Linked DNA regions of Mus musculus: region 1 is linked to region 2. A link is a contact called in public Hi-C data. All regions are on one chromosome and are shown on one strand. The core of a region is the stretch at or near the end of the contact, and the rest is flanking DNA. Distances in the headings are between cores, read along the strand shown.

Region 1 (6,736 bases), core at 774-3,273, 72 kb after region 2:
GGAAGAGGGACTCAGGTGAGCAGGCATAGCGGGAACCCCCCGGGGGCGGCCCCTCCGCGACCCCCGTGGGGGACGCCAGACTCACCTAACTCATCTCAGACGTTTGCGCGGGGTCTGCTCCACCGCGCCCACCCCAGGAGCCACGTTTGGAGAGGGACACCCTGGAGGGACGTCGTTCGACGCCTTGTTCTCCTGCGCAGTTCTCTTGCGCTTGGCGAAGAAGTCTGCGGGCGACAACGCGCGTCGGTCAGGGCGGGGCCGGCCCAGAGACCCGCGAGGAGACCCGCGGAGTGCGCAGGGCGCGGGGCCGGGGTGGGGGCGCCATCCCCGCCCGCGCCGAGGTCCGCGGCGGGTCAGCTTTGTTTACGTCGCCGCGCAATGTGCTGTGTAAGCATTTCCCCTTGTCCCGCGGCCAAGCCCCCCGGGGCTGCCGCCGCACTTAACCCCCTCCATGCCGCACACACGGCTCCCTAAGGGGCTCCCGCGGCCCGAGCCAAAGACCGCGATCCGAGTGGGTCGCGGCCAGGCTCGCCCTCCCACTGCACGCTCGGGAGCCTTAGCTGCACCCCTACCAGTAGGAAAGGGGTGCGGGCGCAACCGCGCCCTAAGCGCCGCGGGCCCTTTAATGCCACGGGAGGAGGCGGGGACCGGGCGAGGCCCCCGAGGGCGAGGGAGAGCCCGGCCGGCCGGACAAAGCGAGGCCGGGCCGGGGCGGGGCCGTGCGGGGCTCACCGGAGATGAGAGGCCCCGACAGCTTCTTGATCGCACCGTTCGCATTGGCCGCAGCAGTCCCGGGTGCAGGACGTCCTGGAATCCCCGAGAGAGGCTGGTCCTTCAGCTCCTGGCCGCGCTGCTCTTGATTCTCGTCCTGCTCCTCGACCGGCTCCCCATTCTGCTCCTCGACCGGCTCCGCACCCTGCTCCTCGACCGGCTCCGCGCCCTGCTCCTCCTCCGGCTCCTCGTCCTTCTCCTCGACCGGCTCTGCGCCCTGCTCCTCGCCCTGCTCAGAGACCGGCTCAGTTCCCAGCTCATCACCCGGCTCAGCACCCGACTCCTCGCCCTGCTCAGAGACCTGCTCAGGGACCTGTTCCTCGCCGTCCCGAGTCGCCACGTCCGGGTTCGCGTCCGGGATCGGGTCCGGAGTCGGGTCGGAGGTCGCGACCAGGGTCACCTCCGGAATTGGGTCTGAGGTCAGATCTGAAGCCGGGGCCGGGGTCGCGGGTGGGGTGGGCTCCGCGACCACGGCCGAGGCTGGGGCGCTGGGCGGCTGCTCAGGCGCCTCCTCTAGGCCGTCGGGGGCCTCGCCAGCCGGCGGCCCAGAACGCGGGATGACAGCCACGGCCACCGGGGGTGGCCGGGGCCCCAGCTGCAGGCGACAGCGCCCCACCTGCACCGTCTCGCGGTAGAAGGCGGGCACAGACTCGCTGTCCACCTCCATCCACTGCAGACGACCAGGGCCTCGAAGAGGCACATCCTGCTGGAAGTTGAAGTCCCAGCGGTTCTGGTCCTCGGCGTTCAGCTCGGCCAGGCGCATCCGCAGCTCGCGGCCCAGCTCCTCGTGGTCTACAGGCCCGAAGAGGCTGCGGCAGGCGCTGCTACGCGCTATCACTGGGAAGGTATCGCTGGAGGCCAAGCGTTCCATCGCTGTTCTGCTGCGGAGGTACACGTCGGACATGCCCATGGTCGAAGGCTGTGCAAACGCGGGCAGCGAGAAAGAAGGGAACGGGAGGAGAAGGAAGAGGGGAGAGGAGGAGGGCGGAGGCTGGGCGTGGGTGAGACCCCTTGCACAGCCCGCGTCCGCCTCTGCCTAAGGACGCAGCGGCTACCTGGCTGATTGGTGATGGACGGCTCCTGCGTCTGGATCGCTTGTCCTGTCCAGCTTGGGCCGCGCCCCCTCGGAGCTTGCCTGCCTGTTCGCTTGCTCTCAGTCGGGCCTAGCCGGCACCCCTCGAGCACAGCGCACTCGGCCTGTGGAACGCCCAGCCCGCTGCGCCCCTTTATACGCGCTGGCCCCACCCCCGCGCGCGCGGGCCTCCTCACGATTAGCATAATGTAGTATTTTCAGTTTCAACAACACCGCGGCGATTGGAGGGTGCAGCCCGCCCCGCCCACAGAGGCCCTGCCCCCGCGCCACGCTCATTGGCTGCGCGCACACACCCCCGGGGCCGGGCGGGGCGGGTGACGGGCGGGCGCTGATTGGCGGCCGCACGGCGAGCGGGCTGCGCGGGACAAGGGGCGGGGCTCGAGTTAAAGAGCTCTGCGGGCGGTAACGTGACACCGCGACGCCCCTCCCCCTCGCCCCATCCCCCCCCCCGCCCCCCGCGGGCTCCTTTGTCTGCAGGCGGGGGCTCGCGCAGCCGCGACGCGCGCGCCCCCTCGGACCATGGAGCTGGGCACAGCCCCTCGGCGATGCCGACGTCGGTGAAGGTCCCTCGGTCCCCGCAGCCCGCGCTAGCCCTAGGACTGCACCAACTGATTAGGGCTTTAACCTACTACTACCAGCTGGGTCCTGGTCCTGGCAGTACCGTGGCTGGATCCACCCTCTACACCCAGGCCTAAGTATCTGCCTTCGAGGCATCTGCACACCTGCTGGCCCTAAGACCCTCTATCACGGAGTTAGAGACAGGGGTCACATCCATTCTTTTCCTGAGGAACAATACTGTAGAGATCTAAAAGATCTGTAGCCTGGTCTATAATAGGCCCACCTACCCGGGAGATGAGACACAAGTTGGGCCCATCCTAGCCTGTACCTACATCACTGATAGATGCCTAGGACCTTAGGTTTGGGTCAGGCCATATTCGACCCCCAGTTCTGCCTACCTTAGTTGGCTGGAAGTAGTTATGCTAGAAAAGAGAGAATGACCCCTCCTCCACAGCAGTGCCTCTTGGTGGGGCCCTGAATACTCACACAAACACACCCGACATGGCCTGACAGAGCCCCCCCCCCGCCCCCCGCCCCTGCTGCCTCCGCTACCGCCGCCAAAAGGAGTTCATTATTTAGGGCAGGGAGTCGAGAAGGTGACTCAGGCATGTGCCAGGAGCTGGCCCCCTCCCCCCGCCCTGGGGAACCAGGACTTCCGGACATACTTGAAAGGCCCTGCAGAGCCCCAAGCTCTCAGCTCCCAGCAGAGATGCCTGTGAGACTTTTGAGACAGAACCCTATTTACAGGGTTAGGTAAGTTGGGCCAACCCGGGAGTCAAGTCAAACCCTGAAGCCAGGGGCCAGACTGTCCTGGAACAGGTGAGAGACGGGGTTTGGAAGCTGCTCTGGTGGAGAGACCAGAGCCTGTGACCTGTAAGGATTTCTTTTTCTCGGTACACCATATTACAAATCTCTCAGGGCATTGGTATGTCACAGTAATTTTCTTGAGTAAAATAAAACTAATGAGGGCTTTCAAGGGGCCTCATGAACCCCTCATTCACTAAAAGCTAAAATCCACTAGCCCAGGGCAGGAAGGAGGCAGGGCTTTGTTCTGTCCCTGTGTCAAAGCCACATGGGCCTCTTCAGAGACCCTGGTCACAGGACCACACTCCACACTTATTTGTGACCACCTGGCCTCCAGGGTCTCCCCAACAGTCCAAATATCCAGGCTGCAGCTGTCGAGGCTAGAGAAGGTCCACCCTGCCCACAACCTAGGCCAAAGCTGCTGAGAGGACTGACTGAACGTGCTCCCTGGGGTGTGGAGCTACTGGGCCCTATTTGTTGGGAGAAGCAGTCTAGACAGCCAGATAGATCATCTGTGCTGCAGGCTGCCTCACTGGGCATCCCTACCCCAGGATGCTTGCATCACTTGCTTTCTCCTTTCATATTCCCGTTTCATCTGCTTGTTTGTCCGTCTCCACACAGGTTAAAGTGAGCCCTCCACAAGTCTGTAACGGTGAAGTTCCATCAATGCTAGCTAGCATCAACAGACCTGGTAAGCACACTGCTTCCAGAAGCAGGGTTAAGTTCCCCATCTAGCCCTCCAACCCAAGGGACCTGTAGGTAAGTAAACATTTGTCTGGCTACAAGAATCGTCTTCTATTTTTGACATTAAAAATACATCCAAAGGAAACAAGAACATTTTTTTTAACTGTGTTGCTGCGGAGAGTTGGGGGATGGAGCGCTGGTCTGGTGCCCTGGCTCATCAGACGCAAGTTTCCTGACTTCTTTCTTGTGTGGTGTGAAGGGGTATAAGCCGTGGGACCTCGACCTTGGACCTGGTTAGCAAATGAGTCTCTCCCGAAATCTTCCCCCATACCCTTGGGCAGAATGGGTACTTCACCTCTTGCCTCTCCCAGAGCTCCCAGAAAGACCACACATCCAAAGACCATTTCTGCCACCAATTGTTGGCGATATTTCTGTGTGCACCCAATTACATTACAGCCATAGGAGCTCTTTTTCTATGTGCCCACCTGACTGGCCGAATGAGGAACAGAATGAGGGCTGTGGCAAGACTCGGGCACAGCCACGCTGCCAGTGATTGGACTACGAGATAAAATTTGAAAGCTGGAGGTGACTCAGTGGTATGGCACTTGAGATACTTCTCAAGTATGAACGCTGGCTCTGGGTTCCATCCCCAGGGCCGAAAACAAACGAATGAATGAATAGATAGATAGATAAATAAATTTTGTGTCCTAAATCGCTAAAATCCACGGCGCAGTTACTGACTGAAGCTAAAACACAACAGTAGGCAGGCGGACACTTCAGCAGTCTGTTGCGAGGAGGAAACGGGCTGCCTATATTAAAACCTTGCTGTGGCTCCTAGGCGATTAAGGCCAGCTTAACCTACACCCTCCAGCTCTTCGAACCAACTCCGAGATTTGATTAGTGAATCGTAACACAGGAAGCCTATTGGCCCCAGCCCTCCTGCCTTTTCATTCTTAGAGGAGCCTGGAGCAGCTAAGTCAGTTTAGTTTCCCAGAACGTCCCCGGATCGCACTCACAACAACCCGCATAGCTGGTCAGCTACGGGGACTCCAAGCACCCCCAAGGAAGCCGGGTGTTCAGGGTCTTCCAGCCCCTGGCCAGAACAGAGTCCGAGTCTAGGAGGCCTGTCCTTGGCTTCATGCTGCCCCCTGGTGGCCGACTTGAACATCACCAGTTTCTTGGCTGCCTCATGCCTCCCTTTCTTGCCTGCGTGGATGGCTCTCCTGGTCATCCCCACCCCTGACCCAGAGCCCCAGGTTCTGGGGCCTTCCCGGAGTAACCAAGTGTAGAGTTGAGACTTGTCTCCCCTCTGGCTCTTAAAGCTGCCTTCTCAGATTCTAAGACCCTGAGCTGTCATATCAGATAAATTAAGGCCTTGAAGAATTTTCCATGAAACCCTGAGCCACATGTCACCCATCCATCAAGGAAGGTGGAGAATGCAGTCCCAGGGTCAGGACTAGAGGGAGAAGGCCGAAGGGCTGGGTGACACACTTTCTTGCCTCTGGAGACTCCTGGAGGGTCATGGACAGAGAACAGTCCTCCCACAGCCCTTCTGGGGTCTCTTCATATGGGTGACAGGGGTCCAGCTGCCTTCCTGATAATGATGCACCTTCAAGAAATCCAAAAGTGTCTCCATCTTGTGCCTACTGTGGGCTCTGACCAGCATCTGATTTGATCCTGCTTTAATCTAACACCCTGGAGAGAGAGAACAGGGCAAAGACAAAGGCTCAGAGAGATTCAGCACCCTGCCTGAGATCACTCAGCAGTCAGAGTCACTGGTCTCTTAACTAACACTTGGACCAAGCCCTGGATGGAGTTTGACTCTGTTTGCGATGGCGGGAGCCCCTGGAATGTCCCCCCCCCCGTAGTCCCCCAAGTCTCCAACTCCTGCCCTGTTGGTTGGACTGGAGGCTCCGAGGGGTGTGTGCGGTTACAGAAGAACCCCGCCGCCCCAGCAGTAAGCAGCTCCCTGCGCGCACTTGGCGGGGCCCCAGGCGGGCGCAGGGCGAACGCCCTCCCGCACCAGTTCCCGCGCTCGGCTCGCCCCGCCCCCAGGACGGGCTGTTCTTGGGGCCGCTGCCAGACACGTCCTCCGCAGGTGCCGGCCTCTCTCCGGTGACGCGGCCACATGCGGCCCAGGCTCCGATTACAGGGCCTGCCTTGTACTCGGGGTCCGGGCTGGGGGTCCTCACTCCCCAGGAATGGGTGGGAGGGGCAGGGCAGGCCCTGCAGAGGGAGACTACGAACAAGGAACAGCCGCAGGCAGGAGCCGCCCCCAGACACGTGCGGCGGCCGCCTCGCCGCCGCCGCCGCGGTTTGGAGGCGGGGAGCCCGCGCCCAGTTGCATGACTTGACTGAGCCCAGGACCCAGTGTTCTAGAAGTCCAAGACCACTGGGCATCCCCGGATCCTGATGGCCGTCTCGGGCATGAGGGAGTCTAAAGGGCTGGTGCGAACCGAATTCAAACACTGGGCCAGCCCCAAGCTCCCAGCCTTCTTCCCTCTTTCCACAGACCGTGTTCAACGCCTGCTCCCCGGGTCCAGCGGCCCACTTCGCCAAGGAAATAAAAACGTAGATCTTTGTACTCCTGCATTCTCTTCCCCCATTCCCCTTTCTTGTTGGTGCTAGCAGGACACACAATCAGAACCTCCTGCCCACGAGGTGCACTCACAGGATCTCTAGGTCCCTCCAAGCCACCTACCTTTGGCCTAGCTTCCAATAGCTACAGTGTCAGGGGAGCCCAGGACCTGCTGAAGAGACTAGAGGATAGTAAGAGCTCACAGAAAGGAGGGTCTTCACCCTGCACGCACACGCGCACACACACAC
Region 2 (7,239 bases), core at 30-2,529:
ACATTTGAATTTATTGCTGCTCTCTGGATTGTCCAGGGCTACCTCAGGCTACTGTCAAAAGTTGAACCTCCCTGTTAGCAGCATGGGGAAGGGTGGATGACTCTCAGCAGGAGACCAGCCTGCCTATGACCCTCTTGTCTGTCCCACACTTGTTGCACCAGATGAACTTGCCACTCTGCCCATTGGCCATCAAAGTTATCAACATCTAGGGACACAGCCCCTGGCTCACTCTGAGCTCACCCTTCTCAATCCATTCAGCCCTCAACTCATGTATTCCCCCAACATCTCCCTAAGTGGTATCTTCTCGTTTCCTCTTCGGAGTCTCTGATGTACCAGGGCTCTGCCCTTGATTATGCTAAGGCTCAGATCACCTACCTGTTGGCGTTCTCTTCGTCTGTACCTGTTCTGAAGCAGAGCCTACATCTGATACCCTCATTCTCTTGTATCTTAGAGTTGATATTCTCCCAGCATGGTGATGGCCCTAACCCTCAGGCCTCCAGTCTCTAACCAACCTGTTATAGATAGATGTACAAGGAGGAGGGGGCCTATGGTTGCAAAGCAAGGGAGGTGGCAGAGATAGGCAGGATCCCAAGTTGAACGCAGCCCTCTCTGCAGGCCCCCCAGCTCCCACCCAGCTCCACAGCCCTGCCGTCACCACACAGAGCCAATGCCGAGACTCTCGGCTCCTCCCCAAGGCGCCAGAGTTTCCTTGTCACAAAATGTAGTAAATGGGACGATTAAGGGGGGCCACTTCTAAATTGCTGCTTTAACCCATTTGGAAGTCTGCTAATTATTCTCTTGAGGAAAGAAATGCAGGTTCATTATTTTAATGAGCTTTGGGCAAAATATTTCATCGAGTTTGACAAGCCGCTGCGACTCCTTCAGAAAGGGGCTCGTCTCTGAAAGGCCTCTCACCCTACTTAGAGCTAATTGGCCTGGGGTCTTCCGCCCCGGTGCTGTGTGTATGCTATTTTAATTCATTTATGAAAAGCCCCCGCTTTGATGTCCAGGACCAGATAAGGACGGGAGAGGACGGCCAGCTAACGAATAGGCCTGTGCACCCGGCCAGCCGTGCGGGGCCTCCTCGGCCGCTCTGCTCTGGGCCCGAGGCCAAGGCGATGTCATGAAATAACTGTACAAACAGTCCTGCCTAAAAAATATGCTTTTGTTTCACTAATAAATCTCTCCTTGGAACATTCCCCACAGGCCCAGGGCTCTCCTCAGCCTAGCAGCCAGCCTTCCCGCTCAATGTGTGTCCCCAGATCCACCCCAGGGACGCACGCATACATGTGCATACACACAGGCTCAGTGGCAGGCATGACACAGGCCAGGGAGTGCTCTGCCCTCCCCTCCCTTACCCGCTGCTGAGCCTCCTACTCCAGGCCATGCCCCAGCCCCCTTTTACCTCCAGCTGCCCCTCCTCCCCCTCACTTCCTCCCACTCTCTCCAGAACTCTCTCTCCCCTCTCTCCATCTATCATACTTTCTCCACAGCCCACCACTCCTGCCCACCCCATTCCTGGCCCCCTGAGACCCTCTTTTGGAAAGCAAAGCCTGAAGCCAGCAAACCGTGGTACCTCCCATCTCTGAGGCTCTCTGCCTCCCCTTGCCTACTCTTCCTCAGTGTGACTTTCTTGTCTGGAGGCCTAAGGGATGAATGTTGGTACTGCTGGCTAGAGCACAGAGGGACCTGGGTGGTGACCCTAAGGTGACAGACTAGCCAGCTTGCCTCAGCCACCATTCTGGCTGAAATGTCACACTTGGTCCCTTCTCCATACGGTGAGATCTGCTGGCAATGTGGGTAGCTTGAGCTTAGGTACTGCCGGGGCCTGGCATCTCTCCAAGCTTCCCTACCCCCTCCTGGCTCTCTGCCCTTATCTCAGGAGCATCCCTTCCCCATGGCCCTCCTACTAGCCACCACCCACTAGGATTCCCCCTTTCTCCCCACCCCCTCACCTGCCCCTGATCTAGTTCCACATCTTGAGGCCCCATCTGTCCTCATCCCATGCCCCTGCCTCAGTGCAGCCCCTAACAGTGGCTAGGACAGAGTTACAGAAAAGAGGGCCAAGTTTGGAGCCCCCATGAGTCCCTTGGCATCTCAATTCCCTCATCTAGAAGAAGATAAGAACACTTCCTCCAGGCTCATGGGCTACATTACCTGGAACCTTCCCTGCTGAGCACCTGGCCCAGTGCCCGGCACGTGGCAAGTGGAAGCACCTGCTTCCGCCTCCTCTTATGGGCACCACTACGGGCACTGTCAGGCTTGGTTCTCCCTGCCCACTGCCAAGTACCACACTGAGGCTAGAGGCTGGCTGCTTGGGCATTGAGGGAGAATCCCAGGCTGCCCACGGTCCACTCCTTCCTTCCCACAGTCCCCACTGAAGCCCCTGCTATGTCCCAGACAGCAGACAGTGTTGGAGGTGCCGCAGGGACAGGACAGAGCTCCTGGCACTACGAAGCGGCCCCTGGTCGAAAATACACCACGTAATTACAGACTGGGAAAATTACCATGCAGAGACAGAGCAGGGCACTGTGCCGGGAGGAGCCAGGGTGGTCAGGGAAGACCTCTGAGGGAGGGGCGTCCAAAAATAGTGAGCTGAGGTGCTATTAATAGGCCTCAGTGCAAAGCCAAACAGAGAAGAAAGCAAAAGAGGACACAGATCTTCACAGGTATCTGTTATTCATGTCAAAAGTAGAGGGGGATGGGTGATTGACAGACACATACATACATACATACGTGAATGATAGATAAATGAATACTTAGATGATGATAATAAAAATAGAGTATTGATAGTTGATAGATGATATATGGAGATTTTGTTCTTTCAAATTCTAGCAGTAGAGCAAGATCTTAATAAAAAAAAAAAGTGAAGATTCTCATGATCCTCTCTTTTTCCTAAAGATGATCCTTGTTTTTCCAGAAAGATCCATCTTCAGCATGAAAGAAACAGCATTTCTGGTAATTCTCCACATATGGCACAGAAAATAATGCATAGTCAGACAGGTGAATGGATGGATATTTGCATTTGTAAAGAGCTGGAGGATTGAGAGGTGAGTGGGTGGATACATGACAGGTATGTGAAAAGGTGGGTGAATGAGCATGTACATGTGTGAGGGTGTGGTTGACTGAGTGAGAAGACAGGCTGAAGGATGAATAGATGGATGGGTGGGTGGATAAATAGATGGGTGGATGGATAAATGGATGAATGGATCAGTGAGCAGATGGATTGGTGGAGGAATGAGTGGGTATATAGGATGAATGGTAAAGGAGATGGATGGATAGATGGGAGGAGAGATGGATAGATGGATGAGTGGGTGTATGAGTTGATGAATGAATGCATACATGTATAAGTACAAAGATGGATGAAGGAATAAAGGACAGGGCAGGTGGACAGATGGACAGATGGATATATGAGGTATGGATAAAGGGACACATACCATCAAGAACTATCTTAGGCTTGGTTTCATAACTTTTGAATCAATTTTTTAAAAAGAAAATTAGAAGTGAAGTGGAAGAAATGATGAGTTCACATAAACATATCTTTATCAACAGAAAAATGTCACTCCCAGGTTATGAGGGAAAACTGTAAGATATGGGAAATGGGACTCACTGTGGGGTTACACTCTTAGCCTTCCATGATTGCCAGCTCTACTGTGGCCAAAGGCTATCCTCCTATCCTCAGTTCTGAGGCCCTGTTTCTCATTGCCATCTCTCTCAATTCTATGCAAAGCTGGAGGCAGGCTCAAGTTCATCACAATCCACTGAACAGATGTATTCCCTTCGGTTCTTTGTGTTTGGGGGTGTTTGTTTGTTTTAGGGGGTTGTGACTTTTGGTATGTGCATGTGTGTGTCTGTCTGATTGTGCATGTATGTGCATGTTCATGGAGTGTTTCGTGTGTGTTTGTGGGTATGGATGCATATATGCATGTGTTTAGGGAGGCCATATGACAACTTGGATATCATTTCTTGGCAGCTTAGTTTTTGAGACAGGGTCTCTTATTGGTCTGGAATGCACCAAAAAGGCTAGGTTAGCTAGCCAGCAAACCATAGGGATCCTCCTGTCTCCTCCTAGCCAGTGTTGGAGTAACAGCTGCATGCCATCATTCCCTATTGTGTTCACACAGGTACTGGGACTAAAACTCAGGGCCTCATACTTTCACAGCAAGCACTTTACATATCGTTGTCTCCACAATTTTTACTTTGGTTTTGACTTAACTCCTAATGGGACAGAGTTCTTCCTCAATTACCCTTCCAAAAGACCCCTTAGTTCTTGCCTGCTGCCCACTGTCCACTCCCTTCACTCTTTCAGCTTACTATTTTAATTGTCAGGGTGTCCAGACTGATGTCTCTTTCTCAAACTCCCTTTGTCCCTATTCTCCCAGACCTCTTCTTTCTTGCTTTAATTAGCATTTATTTTCTCCAGAGACATCCTAATCAACAACCCTTAGTTTGGGAGTACAGCTGCTTGGATCTTACCTCCTACTCTTGTCTTCCTGAGAAATTTCAAATACCTTTCTAATAATTATATGAAAGAACACTATCTGTACTCTGGGTCCAGAAAACATCTTCATTACATTGCCATGCCCTAGTAATAGCTTAGCTGGGTATAGAATTTCAAATAGGAGTGGATTTTCCTTCAGAACTTTAAACACCTGGTCCTGTGGTCTTGTAACACCCAGTATTGACAGTTAGAAGTCTTATTCACACACCTTTTAACCTGTCTCTTCTTTCCTTTTTCCTGGACATTTTCAGTAGCTATACTGTCATTTTGGGTGTCTGAATTTCCTAGCCAAAATATTCTGTGAGTAATTTTAACCACAGATTTCTCTGAATATTTGGTGAATCCTCAAGTTCTAAAAAATTCCTTTTATTATTTATGATCATTTCCTTCACACAATTATTTCTGATGTGTCTTTCTAGACAGCCTTTTGACTGTGTTAAAGACATTTCTAATGAGTCTTTCATGCCCTTCCTAATTTCCTTTCTATGTTCTGGTATTCTGTTTATACAAGCACTTTACCTACAGCTGTCTTCTTAGCCTTTACTTTGGTCTTATCTCCTATTCTTGACACCCTATAACATGCCCTGCCCTTTAACATTCACCATGGCCTACAGGGCCAAGCAGCTCCTAGGCCTTTCTGGAGATTCCAAATATGGCTTACATGTCAACAGACCTTCTGTGTCTGCTTAGCCCACCTGTCCTTGCCCTCTTCTAGTGTTACAAAGTGTTTTCCTGGGGCCTGTATGGAGTCAGACCCTGCCATCCATCATTTAGGGAACAACAGTGATGGAAATGCCAGTCATTACACTGAGGCATCCCGACATCAGACCAGTAAGACTGATCCCAGAAGACTACCTCATTGGCAGAAAAGTTAGGATAGAGATTGGTGTGTTTATACAGAGTAAGACCCTACCCTAGTGGAGTGGAGAGACAACCACTGTCGAAATCTCTGCCTAACTTAGCAAGAACCTGGCACAGAGAATACATAGCTTTGGATGTTTCCCTGCTTTTAACTTATTGTGGGAGGAGTGGTCATAAGTTCTATGGTTCGCTAAGTTGCCATTTGAGGTCCAGTCTTAAGCAATAGTCAGTTTTGCTGAGTAACAAACACCGGATTTCCTATTGTTTATATTTGTTCAGGTGTCTACTGCCTGCTGTGGGTATGCCAGACTCTGTTCAGCAGCTGTTGGGCTGGGTCTCTTTATTGCCTTTGTCCAATAGGGAAGCAAAAACACATTATCAAGTTAACCCCCAGTGGCCTTTGTAACCTCTCTCCAGATATTCCTAAACTAGGTTTCTTGTGTGAGCTTAGCTGTGCTGTGTTCCTGACAAGTGGCAGACTTTAATCAGGGGAAGTTTTCTGGGCCTCAGTGTCCTCATCTGAAATAGATGTGATATACTGCCTAAGTTCCCTCCCAGCAACAATTCTGAGGACAAGTGGAGTGACAATAAGATGTATCACATGAGTCTAGACTTGGGATCCCTGGATGTTACCACTCTACCAGTTGGATGACCTTAAAACCCAGGCTGCTCAGAGCCCAGCAGTGGCTCAGACCCAGCCCAGGACACCCACTCAACACTATGAGAGCCCCACCTTTACATTATACTGGTGCTGGCCCTTAGCTGGACCATCACAGCCCCTCTAAGCCACTGCCTCCTTCAGAAAGCACCCAGGCATTCTACCCTTTACACCAGACCCCAGCCTCTAGAAATGATCTTTATGTTCTCTCACACACGCTCTGGTTCCAGAGCTGGAAACGCTGCTCTAAAATGTGTCTGAATGGTAATGTCATGTATTGACTCACACAGTTGAAAAGCCACAAAGGTGACAGCTTCAGGAGTAGTGAGATCCAGAAGCAAGCACCATAGCTCCATGACTTGTCTCTGGCCTCGGTGGTCTCTGTGTTGTGGCCAATGACTCTTAGTCCCAGATTTACAACCTTGAAGCTCACAACTACAACTTCCCTATATTCCCAGAAAAAAATACCACCAGCAGACATTCACTAGCCAGCTTGAGCCACAAGCCCAGTACCTACTATGATTGGCAGACAGCTGTACTCTGTACCTGCCTCAGAGTCGTGTACCTAGCCTGAAGCTTGGGCAACCTAAGGAAAAGGGTCACCCAAAAGAAGAGGTTCTGCTAGCTCTAGAGGACTGAAGGAGTGGCAGTGGCCATGGTGGGTACTACAGAGGATGCTGACCGTCCTGTCACCATCCCACATAGCAGCAGTAGTTCTAGACAGGCACAGCTCGACTGCTATAATAATAAAACCCAAACATGGCAGCCAATGAAGGACAGCTACCTCCCATGATAAGCATTTGAAGTCCAAGGTGCAGCTTCCTCTCTCCCTCCCTCCCTCCTGGTGACAGGGCTCTTTTCACAATACCACCCCTTACAGTGCACCCAACTAGATCATAGGTGTGGGGAGATACGCTCGAACCTCTGTTCTGCTCAGTCTTCCTGTTCTTCCCACCATGGACTCTGCCAGGGCCAGAAGGGCATTTCCGGCAGTCAGGAACGGCATGTACAGAGAGACAGAGTTCTTCCCTATCCCAAGGGGCACCCCGGCTTCCACTCTCCCCCCCCCCCACATTCCTGTCTTCATGCAGCAGCCAGAAGGATGTCTAAAACATAAACCAGACCCACGGCACTCCCGCTCATGGCCTGTCGGCCTCCCTCCTCCCTGGAAGGCAATTCCAATGCAGCCCCACCCCTGGCCAGTCTCCCTAGCAGCACC

Evidence for each region. A called contact is a pair of places that touch in the nucleus more often than the background predicts.
Region 1: a contact with region 2 is called in a Hi-C map of uterus, with 3 times the contacts expected there. The contact joins the promoter of Cdkn1c here to the enhancer-like site in region 2. A contact is called at or near these places in 6 of 39 promoter capture datasets (3T3-L1-derived adipocytes, the HPC-7 cell line, frontonasal cranial neural crest and 3 more), 17 of 484 Hi-C or Micro-C datasets (ECoMG myeloid progenitors, the HL-1 cell line, the HPC-5 cell line and 12 more), 6 of 115 datasets of contacts at active chromatin or transcription factors (bone marrow-derived macrophages, craniofacial prominence, embryonic hindbrain and 3 more) and 3 of 9 other capture datasets (adipose tissue, embryonic stem cells and pancreatic islet).

What each region holds. Positions count from the first base shown.
Region 1 is chr7:143,459,027-143,465,762 of GRCm38.p6, forward strand. Cdkn1c (cyclin-dependent kinase inhibitor 1C (P57)) reads right to left here and starts at 2,024. Exons shown (of 4, transcript NM_001161624.1): 1 at 1,827-2,024; 2 at 769-1,690; 3 at 86-224. The coding sequence starts at 1,681. The coding sequence ends at 91. It overlaps Gm33663 (a long non-coding RNA gene), which reads right to left. Exons shown (of 3, transcript XR_378640.3): 2 at 6,612-6,657; 3 at 4,309-5,605.
Region 2 is chr7:143,388,267-143,395,505 of GRCm38.p6, forward strand. The region is part of intron 15 of Kcnq1 (potassium voltage-gated channel, subfamily Q, member 1); the gene reads left to right. Among named protein-coding and RNA genes, the nearest start is that of 4933417O13Rik, 61 kb to the left of the region's middle. Within about 2 kb of position 1,280, at least 61 of the 459 cell types and tissues checked have an H3K27ac peak or open chromatin away from gene starts, as enhancers often do. A contact at or near this core is called in the N1E-115 cell line, adipose tissue, cerebellum and 3 more, where this site is marked.